Regions from separate parts of the Mus musculus genome. Here region 2 is linked to region 1. Evidence: chromatin contacts called from public HiChIP or PLAC-seq data. All regions are on one chromosome and are shown on one strand. Each heading gives the region's core, a stretch centred on a gene start, on an enhancer-like site or on the middle of the called end of the contact. The rest is flanking DNA. Distances are from core to core; before and after follow the strand shown.

What was found. HiChIP or PLAC-seq counts read pairs in DNA pulled down with a chosen protein or histone mark.
Region 2: an H3K27ac HiChIP or PLAC-seq map of regulatory T cells shows a contact between it and region 1, with 5 times the contacts expected there. The contact joins two enhancer-like sites. A contact is called at or near these places in 1 of 39 promoter capture datasets (pre-B cells), 9 of 484 Hi-C or Micro-C datasets (CD4 T cells, CD8 T cells, bone marrow-derived macrophages and 5 more) and 3 of 115 datasets of contacts at active chromatin or transcription factors (large pre-B cells, memory CD8 T cells and regulatory T cells).

What each region holds. Positions count from the first base shown.
Region 1 is chrX:159,057,412-159,065,096 of GRCm38.p6, forward strand. No RefSeq gene overlaps it. Among named protein-coding and RNA genes, the nearest start is that of Rps6ka3, 190 kb to the right of the region's middle. Within about 2 kb of position 4,115, at least 23 of the 459 cell types and tissues checked have an H3K27ac peak or open chromatin away from gene starts, as enhancers often do. A contact at or near this core is called in bone marrow-derived macrophages, group 2 innate lymphoid cells and regulatory T cells, where this site is marked.
Region 2 is chrX:159,198,152-159,204,847 of GRCm38.p6, forward strand. No RefSeq gene overlaps it. Among named protein-coding and RNA genes, the nearest start is that of Rps6ka3, 54 kb to the right of the region's middle. Within about 2 kb of position 1,475, at least 51 of the 459 cell types and tissues checked have an H3K27ac peak or open chromatin away from gene starts, as enhancers often do. A contact at or near this core is called in bone marrow-derived macrophages, group 2 innate lymphoid cells and regulatory T cells, where this site is marked.

The sequences.
Region 1 (7,685 bases), core at 2,865-5,364:
CATGTCAGTATTATGGAACAACTTGAATCCATTTTTTTTTTAAAAAAACAGTGTGTTGGGACTGGAGAGGTGGCCTGGTGAGTGGTGAACACTAACTACTACTTTTGTAGATGGCCTGGGTCTGATCTCCAGCATGCACATCACATAGCTTACAACCACATATGTCTCAGCTACAAAGTTTCTAATACTGTCTTCTTAACCTCCATAGGCACTTGCCTTATGTACACGAACCCAAACTCATGCAATACGCAGATAATTAAAACTAAAATCTCTCTTAACAGAAAGCAGTGTATAGATATATTGGTATGGATCAATCTAAATGGTATATTTCGTTTGTTTGTTTGTTTGATTGATTGATTTAGTTTTTCCAGACAGGGTTTCCCTGTGTAGCCTGACTGTCCCGGAACTCCTCTGTAGACCAGGCTGGTCTCGAACTTAGAAATCTGCCTGCCTCTCCTGAGTTCTGGGATTAGTGGCATGTGTCACCACTGCCTAGCTATAGTTCTAAATAGGAAAGGCAAATTGCATCATAATGTACAGTTTTGCTTAAGAAAAACTACTATAAATATCTACATATAGACTCAAATGTATATACAGAAATGTACAGAAAAAAGAGACAGGATGAATTGTTTGTGGTTCTTTGGAGAGTCAAAACAAAGAAACACTTTTATATTTTGCCAATCTTGTCTTTTTAAAAAAATATTTATTTATTTTAAACTCCAGATTTTATCCCCCTCCTGGTCCACCCTCTGACTGTTCCACATCCCATACCTCCTCTCCACTCCCCTGTCTCCACAAGGATATCCTTACCCCCACCACCACCACCAGACCTCTAAACTCCCTGGGGCCTCCAGTCTCTTGAGGGTTAGGTGCATCTTCCCTGGCAGTCCTCTGCTGTATATGTGTTGGGAGTCTCATATCAGCTGGTGTATGCTGCCTAGTTGGTGTTCCAGTATCTGAGAGATTTCCCGGGTCCAGGTTAATTGAGACTGCTGGTCCTCCTGCAGGGTCTCCCTCCTCCTGTATTCACTATTGCTGTCCTCAGACACACCAGAAGAAGGAATCAGATCCCATTAAAGATGGTTGTGAGCCACCATGTGGTTGCTGGGAATTGAACTCAGGACCTCTGGAAGAGCAGTCAGTGCTCTTGAGCCATCTCTCCAGCCCTTATTTTTGTTATATGTACTAAATACCATCAAAATTTTGCTAGTATAATGATATACAGATATCACTTAGAGGTTTTTATAAATCAACAAAAGAATGACAATTTCTTCTTCTTAAATTTTTTTTAATTTGGAAAAGATTAGCTATTGAAAAGCAGAAAAGCAAAGGAAAAGTTTTGAAAGCTAACAGTGAAAGTTCTAAGAGTGTGACTGTAGCTGATGGTTCAAAGACTAGTTGCTGACAACTTAAAGATTGCCCACTGGATGATGATCTCAGAAATCATGGGATATTCTCTTAGCAGCCAGTCTTGAGTTAATCTGTTCAGAGCCTTAAAGGAACATAAAGATAGCCACAAAGTCTTTGTCATCCTTCCCTTCCAGAAATCAGAGTTCATCTCCCCTTGGCTTAAATCAAGGCATGCTCTGTGACTTGCTTTGGACAGTAGAAGGTGGCAGAAATGACAGTGCACTGGTTTCTGAGCCATAACCCTGAGCATCAAGCCTTTGGGTGACTGGCAAGCTTCCATTCTCTGATTCCAACAAAGGCAAACTATCTTGAAACCACCACCACAGGCAGATCCAACTAGCCATATGGAGAAGCCAGGGAACAAAGAACTGAGGCACTGCATGACCCTAATATACACATGTCAGCCAGTTCTCTACACTTTCAAGCTAGCAAGCCAGAGGTCCAGATATCCTCAGGCAGACATAAGGTGTCCCAACTTTGTCTCTCCAACTCACTAATCAACAGACATCAGCACATAAAATAGCTTTTGCATTAAATTACTAAGTGTTTGGTATACAGAAATAGGTAATCAAAATTCTCTGTATGGTTGTTTTTTCTCCCCATCCTGGTGACTTGGGGATGAAGCTTCTCTGAGCACTACTGCTGTCTCTGGTGATAATATCAGAAAAACAAGTTTTCTTGCAACGTCTAATACGCATTTCAAAATAGCTGAAAGAATTTGAATGTTCTCACCACAGGAAAAAATGATAAACCTTTAAGGTGATAGACAGGCTGATGGTGTTTATTTCATCACTGCACAATGTATACATGGACCAAAATATCCTATGGTACCCCTACTATATCCAATAGCTACTTGTCCATCCAAAATCAAGTTCAAACACAGAAAAGAAAAAGCCAAACAAAACAAAACAAAACAAAAACAAATGAACCTAAGTGGGGAATGTAAGTCACCTTTAAAGACACTTCACATAATGTACCCACACACACACATCATGTCTGGAATGTTTTAAATGCAAATTGCATGTCTGTAATACTTTAAGCACCATGGAAACTGGCATGTCTGTAATGGTTTAAGCATTTTGGAGATAGCATAAAAGTGTTTCAGAATTTCACTCCCTGTTCAGGAACTGAGCAATCAAGCTGGTTGCTTTGCTGAAGAGGAACCTGCAGAAAATACCTCTCACTGGTCCCTTTCTACCTCTATTACTTTTGCTGTGGCAAGAAATATGTTTTAGGCTTGTTCCCTTGAATGCCACGTGGAACCTTCTGTTGTTCTTTGGGCTCCCTGAATCTTGGACTCAAAGGGCAAATCCTGCCCAGTGTCCTTTCTCAAGATACCAAACGCATGTTGTTTGTTTTCTTTTATCCCTTCCTGTGGTTTATCAAGCATTTCAAAAGATCTTAGAGCCAAAAAGAACCTCCATAAACATCTGGTCCAACTATCTTACACATGATGAAATAGGGGTCAAAAGGTCAAATGTTAGGCATGGAAGTCAAAAGAAAAAAAAGAAAAAAGGAAAGAAAGAAAAAATAGGTCAGCCAGCTCTCAGGTTCTGCTTCTTGTTCACTCGTCATCTGAATCAAGGTTCAGACAGCACAACAACAAACACAGCCTCTGAAGTTGAACAGAGTTCAGTTTGAAATTTAGATCTTCCACCTATGTGTTGTGTGACCCTGAGCTGTTTAACCTCTTGGTTTACTCACCCTGCCCGTTAGGGATAACATTAGCTACCTCAAACAGGGTTGGAATGATTGATGAGATAACATATGGGTCGTTTCAGCTCACAAAGTCTTTAACCTATTCTGCCCCTTAGTAGCTTTCCATTCTGATGTCATCAGCCTTGAACAAGCAACAAGATGGCTGCAGCTGCTTCAGGCATGTACACCAGGCATGCAAGAGACTGTCTCTATTTGTGGCTCTCTTAGGAGTGAAGACATTTCCTAGAAGCCTTTGAACAAGCTGTCTCAAGTCTCATCTGCCAGAGTTGGGTCATCTGTCTATTTAAGGAGACTGGGGATAACCTTCAGCCAACTAGGCTATCCCTGAATATGTAGAGAGAATTGGTTTCTCCAAAACACATGGATGGAAAGAGAGGGGGAGGAGAGAACAGCTATGTTAGAAGAGAAGGCAGAAAGCATGAGAAACAAACAGTTACAATAAATGTTTTCAATTCACTGCTGTTTTTATGAGTCAGGAAGATGATGACTCTGAATTGTCTGGTAATTCTTTAGTAGAAGTTTTAGTAGTAGGGACTGAGAGCTCTCCCCAGCCATATATTACATTCAAGGGGAGTTTCCTGACATTCTTGCTAGAGTATTTCACCACTCCTCTGGGAAATATGTCAACTTTTAGCTATTTATCCTGGGCGACTCACCCAATATGTAGCCCCCGCCCCCCCCCCAGTTGAACTTGAAGTGGATATCTGAGAATAAACTGTCTTGAGTGTGGCTTTCTCATTTATGTAGATCTTGGACATATCTCAAGTGAGCCACAATGTTTAAGGGGGAAAAGGCCAGTTGTGAACAAAACAAGCAATTGGTACCAACTGAATGGGAGTTCTATAGTCTCAAACTTAGGGCATTCATTCAGTCAAGATCCATCCATTTACTTACTCAAAAGTATTTCTAGGCACACAGATGAGGCCTTCCTCAATTCAAAGCAGAACTTGTCATGTATTTAGCAAACATTTGCAGAGCAGTTTCCATGTGGTAGGCATTGTGCAATGTGCTTTACAAATATTAACTCACTTAATATCATTTAGTTCTAGAGAAGTCCCAATGTCCTGCAGTCATATGTGTTTCACCAAAGCCCTGCATGATTTATTCTCTTGGCAAACCACCAAACAAGATCCAGAATTCAGGAACAGATCAAACTTAGCCTAGCAATCCTTTGTCCCATTCTTTTATTAGAAACAACCTATGCCTAAATTACCCAGCCATGCCTATACAACCCAATCTTACTACAGCCTGCAATTCCTTGAGGAGAAGTCTGGATTGTTCAAAACTTATTATAGAACATAAATCCTTTTGTAACCCCTCTTTTTTCTGTTGTGGCAGATTATAATCTTCCTTAAAATGCAGGGAACTTTCTGCATTGGGTTTAGGAAGGCCAAAGGGCATTGGCTGGCTTTGCTTTTTCAGCATCCTTAATCTTCCTGTTGGTATTTTAAAATAACAGGTCAGTCATGTAAATTATAAACTGTACAGTGTAAAAGTCCCTGTGATGTGCTGCCATTTGCAAGAAGATGGGGTTCCTAACAGCCAAGAAATCCTAAGATGTCTCCTTGCATTTCATGTGACAGTAATTAGCATCTAAGTTCTGACATGTTTATTCCCACAGCTGAGAGGATGACATTTCTAACAGGTTCCAGCAGAGAGCCATTACTGTTTGCAATATACAGTTCCTATTTTCAATATGGAAGCATGAAGCTTTCAAAGTGGAAAAGCAGAGACTTTACGATGATTTTCTCCACTAACAACAAGGGATAAGACTTTTATGGGGGATATACAGTCAACAGCCCCATGCTCTTACAAAAAACCAATTCACACTTTCATAGACATGATCAGGCAAAGTACCAATGGCTGCTTTTTTTTTCTTCTACATTTTATTCTCCTCTTTCTTTTTAAACTTAAAGTATACCATACTAATAATAAACCAGTAAAAAATAACTGTTCCTTGAGTTTTGGGATACTCCAGAAAATTCTGTTAAATTGAAAGGAATGTTGCTTATTCGAAAACATATGGTTTGCCAGCAATAAATCGCCTTTTCATTAAACAGACTATTACAAATAAGCACTCCTTTATAAAATGTCAAATGGAGATTAATTTTTCTCCTTTTAAACTGTCTACATAAATGCTTCTGAGATGTTGATATGCATAAAATTTGCTCAAACACAAAGTCCTCCTTTCCAGCCATATGAATTTGATTCAGTAGGTTTGGGGTGAAGCCCAAGTTTCTTCAGCTCTAACAAGTCCCCAGTGGCTGCTGCAATTCAGCTGGAAGCCACCCATGACATAGTTCTGGTCTGTGCTTGTAACCTAGTCAGTAAAAGTAGGAACTTCCCTGTGAGGGATTCCTATCTCAGAGTAAAGAAAGATACAAAAATAAAAATACCAACTCCGGCTCTGGAGATTGCTCCCCTTTGTAAAGTGTTTGTCATATAAGCATGCAAACCTGAGTTCAGATCTAGCCATGGTGGTGTGCATCTGTAATCCCAGTGCTGGGTGGAGGAGGCATTAGAAACAGATGAGTCCCTGGAGCTCTCAGTTAGCCAAGCCTACATGGCAAGTTCCAGGCCAACAAGAGACCCTTTTTTCCAAAAAAAAAAAAAAAAAAAAAAAGTGGATGAGTGATAGAAGACGCTGAACACTGACATCTTGCCCTCTTGCCTACACACACACACACACACACACACACACACACAAACACACACAAGTTACCCACTCAAGTTGTATTATGAATTTACATCTCAGCTCAGTTCAGCAAGCATACTGCCCTGTCTTGTACTGCAACAGCCAGAGACACTGCTTGTACCCTTTAAAGGCATCCCATCCAAGCAGGGTGTGGAGGTGCACACATGTGACTCCAGTACTTCTGAGGCTGAGGTGTGGAGAGGGGGGAGGATTGTCATGAGTTCAGGTCTAGCCTGGACTACAGAATAAGACCCTATCTCCACAAAGAGGAAGATATGGCTATAAATTGCAAGAACAATTATAACAAGGCTGGGCTATGACAAACGTCAAAAATGAAGTACAAAGTATATATTCAGGAACTAGCAAACTGATGATGAATAAGCAGGGGATAATCAAAGAAATCTAGAGCAGGTGCACACCATACTTTCTAGTTCACAAAAGAGCCTCCATATAATCTCATGAATCCCATAGAACGGTCCAATGAAATACTTTAGCTATGACTTTCTGCATTCTGCAGATGAAGAAACAAAGGCTGAGAAGACTCAAAATAACTTGCCAAGGTCACATGAGAAATGATTGTGATTTTAAGTGATGGGGCCAAGATGAAGGGGCTTCCCAGATGAAGAAACAACACATGGAAATGAAAATTATAATCTCAAATGCTGATGCAAATATCCATAGCGAATAACATTTCTTGACCACTTAATTATGCAAGGGACTGTGCTGAGAACTTAGTATATATCACACTATACAGTTCTAAAAACAATATCATAAAATAAGTGTTATCAGCAGCAGCTCCTTTTACAGAGAAAAAAACAGAGGCATTGAAAGGTAACAGGTCGCAGGTTGCACTGCTAATGAGAGACTGCACTAGAACTTGAGTCTGGGTCTCTTAGAACAAGGCATAGACTATGTGGCAGGAGCTTTGGTGCTAGAAATAAGAAGCCTGTGACATTGCTAAAGGGTCTTGATTAGCATATACCAAGAAAAGTTAGACTTAGCTATGGCAAGCAAAAAGGATTTTATGTCTCTGTTTTGTTTTAGGTATGAGAAAGAAAAAAATCAGAGATCTGTTTTTAGAGTGTGTCTGGCAACAGTGTCTACAATGGCTCAGAGAGGGACAAAGTGAGTGAAATAAATAGGTTATGACTGGCAGGAGTCACTTGAGAGCTAAAGCCAGAAGACCATGATAGCCCTGTAAGTGTTGAGTCACAGAAAGGTAAAGAATTGTCACTCTGCTCAAAAGGACCCATGCTGGAAAGGCAGCATAAACCCCTGATGAGTTGGGAGAGCTCAAACAAACATTAAAAACTCAGGAATCTTTACATTTGTGGGTGCTACAAATATACAGCTTTTATATGACCTCATTTTGTCTTTGGATTGGGTTGGCAAGGCAGTTATTATTGTCTCCCATTTTGCAGATGGGGCAATAAAGGCTTAGAAAATAAACACTGATTTACCAAAGGAGAAAAGCAAAGGATACAGTTCTGATCACACACTTGGCTAAAAGATAAATGGCTATATTTTGTAATTTACCTTGGAGAACTCTGATGGTGTTTCACTGGGATAGATTTCTCTCTATCTCTTATCTCTATGGGAAAGAGAAATCTCTTTCCCAGTCCTGGCATCTCATTGTTGGGTTTTTTTAGGGGGGGGCATTTGTGAAGGCTCTTTTAATGATATAACATATAGGGACGAGACAAAACCCCTTCACAGGGCACCCACTGCCATCTCTGCAGCAGGAGCTGAAAACATGCAGTGCAAGTCAGGAAAACCCCACGGCCCCGTGGGTGGGGACAGCCCATCTTTTCCCTGGGATATGAATGCACTCCCCTTTGTCAGCTAGCCCCCCGGGCTTGGA
Region 2 (6,696 bases), core at 225-2,724, 140 kb after region 1:
TTTGAGAGAAAATGGAAGTATAAGGTAACTTGACATCTTGTTCATTCAGACTAGACTCTTCTATGGTGCCTCACTCATTAAGAACTAGCTTGAGCCAGTCATTGACTTATCTGAGAAATTCTGCTGCTTCCTTCTATTCTGAACGTCTATTCTGCCTAGTTAAGGAATGAGTATTGAGAGCCTTCTCAAGGATGGTGTAATTGGGAGATACAGGTTTGAGATCACACCATCAATAGTTGAGTTCCTCTCGGACTTTTCGATTTCAGATTTAGTGTTGAAGATAAGCAGTAATCAAAAGACCAAGACCCTGATGGTTTCACAAATTCTTCAACACACAATTCTGTTTCCCCCTCTCTACCCACCTTTACCACTGGCCTGGTCTCTGGTCTGTTGGAAGGTAAATACCAGGTCAAATAGAAGCCTCAGTGGTTGACATAGGTATAATTTAGAATCAGAGACCTTCAGTTGTATTTCAGTCCTCTCCACAACTAATTAAAACGCTCTTTAGTGTTCATACTGAAGACACTTCAAAGTGGAGACAGCACAGAGGATGCTGATTCGTTTTGTATAATATATCAATATCATATATTCAGATATATCCACATATCATATCAATAGTAACAAGCAACTTATAACTATTATGGCAAGAAAGGCAGTGGAAGCTTAGCAAATGGTTCTTCCTAGTGTTTCCCAGGGTAGAATATCCATCAGCTAGATTTTTAATTTCAAATTCCCACAAGTTGACATCAACCTTAAGTGGGGGAAAAGGGAGATTGGTATTATTTGGCTGATACAATACAGCTAGAAAGATCTCGTCAAATAAGAATCAGGATCTAATAGCAAGTGATTTTATGTTCTTCCTTCTTGGCCCCAGTCCTTTCTAAAGTTTCACTGTCCCTAGATACAACTGCTAATACATCTAACAACTAAATATGTCTCCATCCTGTGTTTCTTTCTTGAATTTCAAGTCAGTTTGTACGATGTCCAACATATTCTTCAAGGCCAACATAGACAGAATGGGTTCATTACGCATCCTCCAATCCAGCGTCTCCTTAAGGACTTCCAGTTGCAATAAATAGCACCACAGTTCAGTCAACTAGCAAATCCGAAGTGTGGAATTCGTATGCTGTCTTCCTACCTGCTGCCACAGTCAATGAGTAAACTTTCTTAGGTCTCAAGTCTTCGACCTAAATAAGCCTCCAAATCCTCTACTGCTTCCTCTCCTCACTCTTAGTCCTTTATCTATGATCCTACCTTTTATCAACACTGGTCTTTCCATAAGTCTAATCCCTTCCTTCATTCACAGCCTCTAATTCTTCTCTACTTGGAAACAACACCCAGTTACAGTGCTACCACCCCCAGTTATCTTTTTAGCCTTATTACTCTGACTTTATCTCTGGTACACTGTATACAGCAGATTGAAAGTACATTGGTTTTGCAAACATCCATGCAGCTCTTGCCTGACTGCCCTGTACCCACTTTAAGACTCAGTTCAACAACCACAGTCACTTCCTCTATGAATGTGTAATGGCATATGTTCCCCCCACCCCACCCACACACATAGTTGTTTACTTTCTCTCTTGGCTGTGTACTTGAAAGTGATTCTTATTGCCATGGATTTAAATTCTTTGGTCAAATGTCTGCTCCCCACCAATATCTGGAAGCTCCCTGAGAACAAAAACTGGGCTCTACTCATCATTACATCTACAGTGGCTAGCCCAGTATTCATAAATACACATCTAAAGTATGCTGGAATTTGTTACCAATGAATCATAGACCCACTGAAGGAAGCAGAGTAAAATGAGTCCACTTCAAACCCTGACACCAAGATTTGGGGGTGATATGACTTGCTCAATTTACAGACTGATTTGACAACAACAGTAGTAAATAGACTCAAATATCCTTCTTTATATCAGTTCTATTTCTACTATCCATCACTGTGTCTCAGATTCAAAGCATAAACGTTACTGAGCCTGTCAGTGTCTCTGTTTCTACTCATAGTCAACGGAAATTACTAATGCCTTCCTTTCCTATAGCATAGCAATTTTATTTAACTATGTTGAATGCTGTCTCTAAAAAACGCTTTGAGTTCAGAGTCACACCACAGTCAAGAGTCAGCGGCCCACCACTTTGATTTCAACTTCTCAGTTTACTCTCTCGCTTCCTCTATTGACTTTTCTTCCTCTTCAGCCTGCAAGCCAGCAGAAGCTAGAGGAGAAAGAGATTTGTGATTTCCTCTTCCACTCTAGCTCTACTTAACTAAGGAGAAAAGTATTGTGAAAAAATAAAACAGAAGGTCCTGCATTGCAAAATTTAAAATACTGTCATTAATGACTAAAACTTCACAACAAGTTCTAATTTCTTTAAAAAGAGGGCTTGAGGGTCAATGTGAACAATAACAATATTATAAAAAACAAAGAAAGGCTGTTGAAGTGTTGCAGATTTAAGGAGACGGAAAAAACGTGATAATTAAGAGTAATAAAGGATCCAACAGTCAAATCCTATGTTGCAGGGAAATGCTGTCATAAAGGACATTGTCAGATCAACTGACAAAAGTGGTATAAGGACCAAATAAATGTGTGATATCAATATTAAGGTGATAAGAGATTATAATAATTCTGCTGTGGTTAGGTTTTAGAAAACTCATACAAAAATATTTAAGAGTAAAGACATGTTGAAAGCAACTTACTCTTGTGATTTAGTAAAATACTGGGGGAGAAACGGTAGAGAAATGGGTAGATAAATTAATGGATAGATGAATGGATGGATGGATTGATAAAGTACATAGAAATAAAGTGAAATAAAACATTTCAGTAGGAAAAAGCCCAGGAAACTATGCAGATGCCCTTTCTACTATTTTTTCTGCTTTTTGAAACAGAAGCAATTTCATCCCAGGTTGGCCTGGAACTCACTAGGATTGACCTCATTCACAATTCTCCTACTTCAGCTGGAACTCACTAGGATTGACCTCACTCACAATTCTCCTACTTCAGCTTCACAATTGTTGGAATTGTTCATACTATTTTTTTTAACTCTTGCAGCTCTTCTACAAATTTGAAAGTAAGTCCGAATAGTCTTTAAAATTATGTTCGAGCAAGACATTACATTTGTGGTATTCGAGTTCAATAACCATATGTCTGTCATTTATCTGTCTATCTTCATTAATTATGTTCTTTGCACTAAACTAAAAAGTACAGGAGCTAAAGAGACAAATAAGCCTAATTTTGTCTAAATGGCTTCTTTCTAGTTCAGAAGAGAAGACATAAATACATAAAGTCCTGTCCAACAAGGGAGCAGTAGCCGTAAAGGGGGGAGGCAAAATGGAATTTCAGAGTGTTACAGCGGAGGCCAAACATGAGTGATCCCTTTGATCTAGAAAGGCATAGAAAAAGTAAGGTCATCAAAAGCAAAGTGGACAGTGAAAACTGAGTGGCAAGGTGGGAAAACATATCCTGTCCCGAGCAGCATAATTCCAAAGGCTTTGCGGGGAGTGGTGTCAAAGATCAGGGTAAGAATGTTGGTTAGGGTCAATTGGAGACACCTGGAAATGCCCGATTAAGGAGTTTGGACTTTGCAAAGGCCAGAGGTCAGCAATCTCTTAGAAGTGCTGACCCCTTTTTCTTCTGTTTCTAAACAACCCAGATAAAAAGGCTGGTTGCTAATGATTGTGCAAGAAGACTAAGAAGGCTCCAGTATTTGGAATTTGGAAGTCCCTCATTTACAGCTGCATTTGAAAACAGAACTATCGCATTGCTCACAATTTTTTACTCATTTTCTATTTCACTGTGTTGGGGTAGGAGAGAGAGAGGAGGGGGGAGGGAGGGAGAGAGACAGACAGACAGACAGACATGCACCATAGCATGTGGGTCCCAGGGATGGAACTTGGGTTGTTGCCAGGCTTGGTGGCTGGTACCTTTACCTGCTAAGCCATCTCACCAGCTCGATTTAATGCATTTTAATTAGTTATCATAAACCTTGCCTTTAACACATGGCTGTTTTTAGTTATGTCGTCAGCCTGTGGAGGATTATCTTGATTGTAATTAATTGAGGTAAGAAAATGTGTCTACTGTGGGTAGCACCGTTCCTTAACTGGTATCCTGGACAATCTCAAATGAGAACTCAGCAGCATACATCCATTCGTCACTCTCTGCCTCCTGAGTGTGAATACAATGCAGCCATCCATCCTCTTATTCCTGCCACTATGTTCTTCCTACATCTTCCTTGCCATTATAAACCACATGCCACTGGAACTGTAAGCAAAAGTAAACCCTTTCTCTCTTAAGTTGTGTTTGTCAGGATATTTTGTTACAGCAACAGGAACAGAAATTGATACACTATATAAAGCAATCCATCCATTGTTTCCCTGGAGAAAATAGAGACACTGTGCTATTTGTCTTCCAACTCCTGTCCTTTATGGTTTAAGGACTGACCCTGGGAAATTAACTCTCTAGAACCTCTGGTAGGCAGACCAAGCATTCTTCAGGGGTCACAGACTGAAGTAGAGTTTAAGTGTTGTGTACTAAATAGTGAAGACTGAAGGTCTATAAAAGAGACCACCGTAGGATCTGCTGCAGTGAATACCTATCAGTAACTTCAAGCCTCTCTCCTTCACCAGAGATGACACTGGTAAAAATTCTCCCTAGAACACCAAATTGCAGCCTGAGGAAATAACACTGGGGTGTGTCCTAGAAATATAAGAGCTCCCCAGAAGAGCTCAAGGCAGCTTATAGCAGAGCATTTGGAACACCTCCCCTTTTCTATTCAAGCCTCTGTCATCTTGCTCAAGTTCATTCCAGAGAAACTTTTTCTCTGAGATAATCAATAGCCCCCCCCCATTCAAATTTTATTGGATCTCCATGTCTTCAGCTTAGTCATTAGCCAGATTTTAGTGTTTCCACCTTCATAAAATACTCTTCTCCTTCTCTGCGTATTTTCCCTGCCTTGTTGTGTGTACATTGTGCACCTAAGAATCAAGCAGCTTACTTCCTTGTAAGGACACAATTGCTCCTTATCACCACACCTAAACTTTGAAAAGAATCAGAAATGGTAAGTGGAGTAATAATTGCCTAAAGTCACGTATTGACAAGGAGTCTAAGACTACATGGTCAATTATGGTCAATTAATGTTGGCAGACTATGGGTGTTGGCATAGTGTGGACGAGGTTTACATCAGTCAGGTCTGCTGAAGATCTTGCACAAGTTTGTATCTCCCTTAATCATCACATTCATTTTTAAGGGGACAGCTATTATTTCTAAATAAATGACACCAGAATATATATTTCTATTCAAGACTACCCTCAGCAGTTCCAAACAAAATTCAACTCATCGGTGGGGGGAGAGGGGTACATGTTAACGTTGATATTTACTTTCTAATTTAGTCTCTTTAATCTACATCTTTCAAGCTACACTATCTTAACATCTTGCTTGTATATTCAGTTCCTTGGGATCATCTTACCTTGTTCTCATTATTTGGTGGAGTGTTCATCACACTCCGTGGGTTCTTTCCTGACTGCTCTTCAAATAAATAAAAAAGGTGAAATCTGAGTTGGGAGACAGCTAAGGGGGTAAGAGTGTTTGCCATGCAAACTTGAGGACTTGAATTCAAATCTTCAGAAGCCATGTAAAAAGACACGTATGGTCACAAATGTTTTATAACCCCAGAGCTATGGAGGACAGAGATAGAAGGATCACTGGAGCTTGATTGCTGCTACCCTAGCTCAAGGTTTAGTAAGAGATCAGAGATCCTGTCTTGAGGGAATAAGCTAGAGAAACATAGAACAGGATGCCCTATATCCTCCTTTGGCCTCACACCCATGCTTGCCTGAAGATGTATTCAGATAGATAGATAGATAGATAGATAGATATGTATCCCACATACATATACTACGTATTTTTTCTTTCTTTTTAACTCACCTATCCCTTCCAGCCCATATTTCTAATCAATTTCTAAGTTGTGCTCATCACTCACTCTTGCTGTCTCTTTTCCTTTTCCAGATAAACACACACACACACACACACACACACACACACACACACACAGAGAGGGGGGGGCAAAGAAGAAGAATTTAAAGGAGCAATTTTTATCTTTCCCAAATTAGAATAAAAATATTTATTTGCAGAAAGATCTGAAAGTTAGTGTCCACAAAGGACACAGACCTAATAAAAATCACCATTATCAATTTTATATGTGAATTCTGAGGTATTAATCCATATATATATATACATATATATATATATATATGTATATATATATATATGGAGAGAGAGTGAGAGAGAGAATGAGAGAGATATGAAATAACCCAATAACCCTTCTTTTATACTTCATCTCTGAAAAACCAAACTCCTTGCTAAGTTGTCCAGACCTTGTCTGAACAGGCTTTAACATGTTTTGGCAGATCTCTCTCTCCTCAGTTACCCTCCCCACTGACTTCAGCCACCTCCCACATCTCCGTTTCTTCAGTGTACTCTTGACTTTCTGTTTCAGAGGTTTTGTTCCCTGATATATGCGTTCATCTTGTTCTTTATGTTTCTTCTACCCAGCCCTACCTGCAGAAATATTCCCTGGGCCAGATCAAATCTCATTTCCTCAAATCTGCAGTGCAATCGTCTCTTCTTTTAGCTTTGCTAAACACTTGGCTTATCATATGTTTCCATAGCATTAATAATGTATTTTATACAATCAGCCATGTATTTCTTG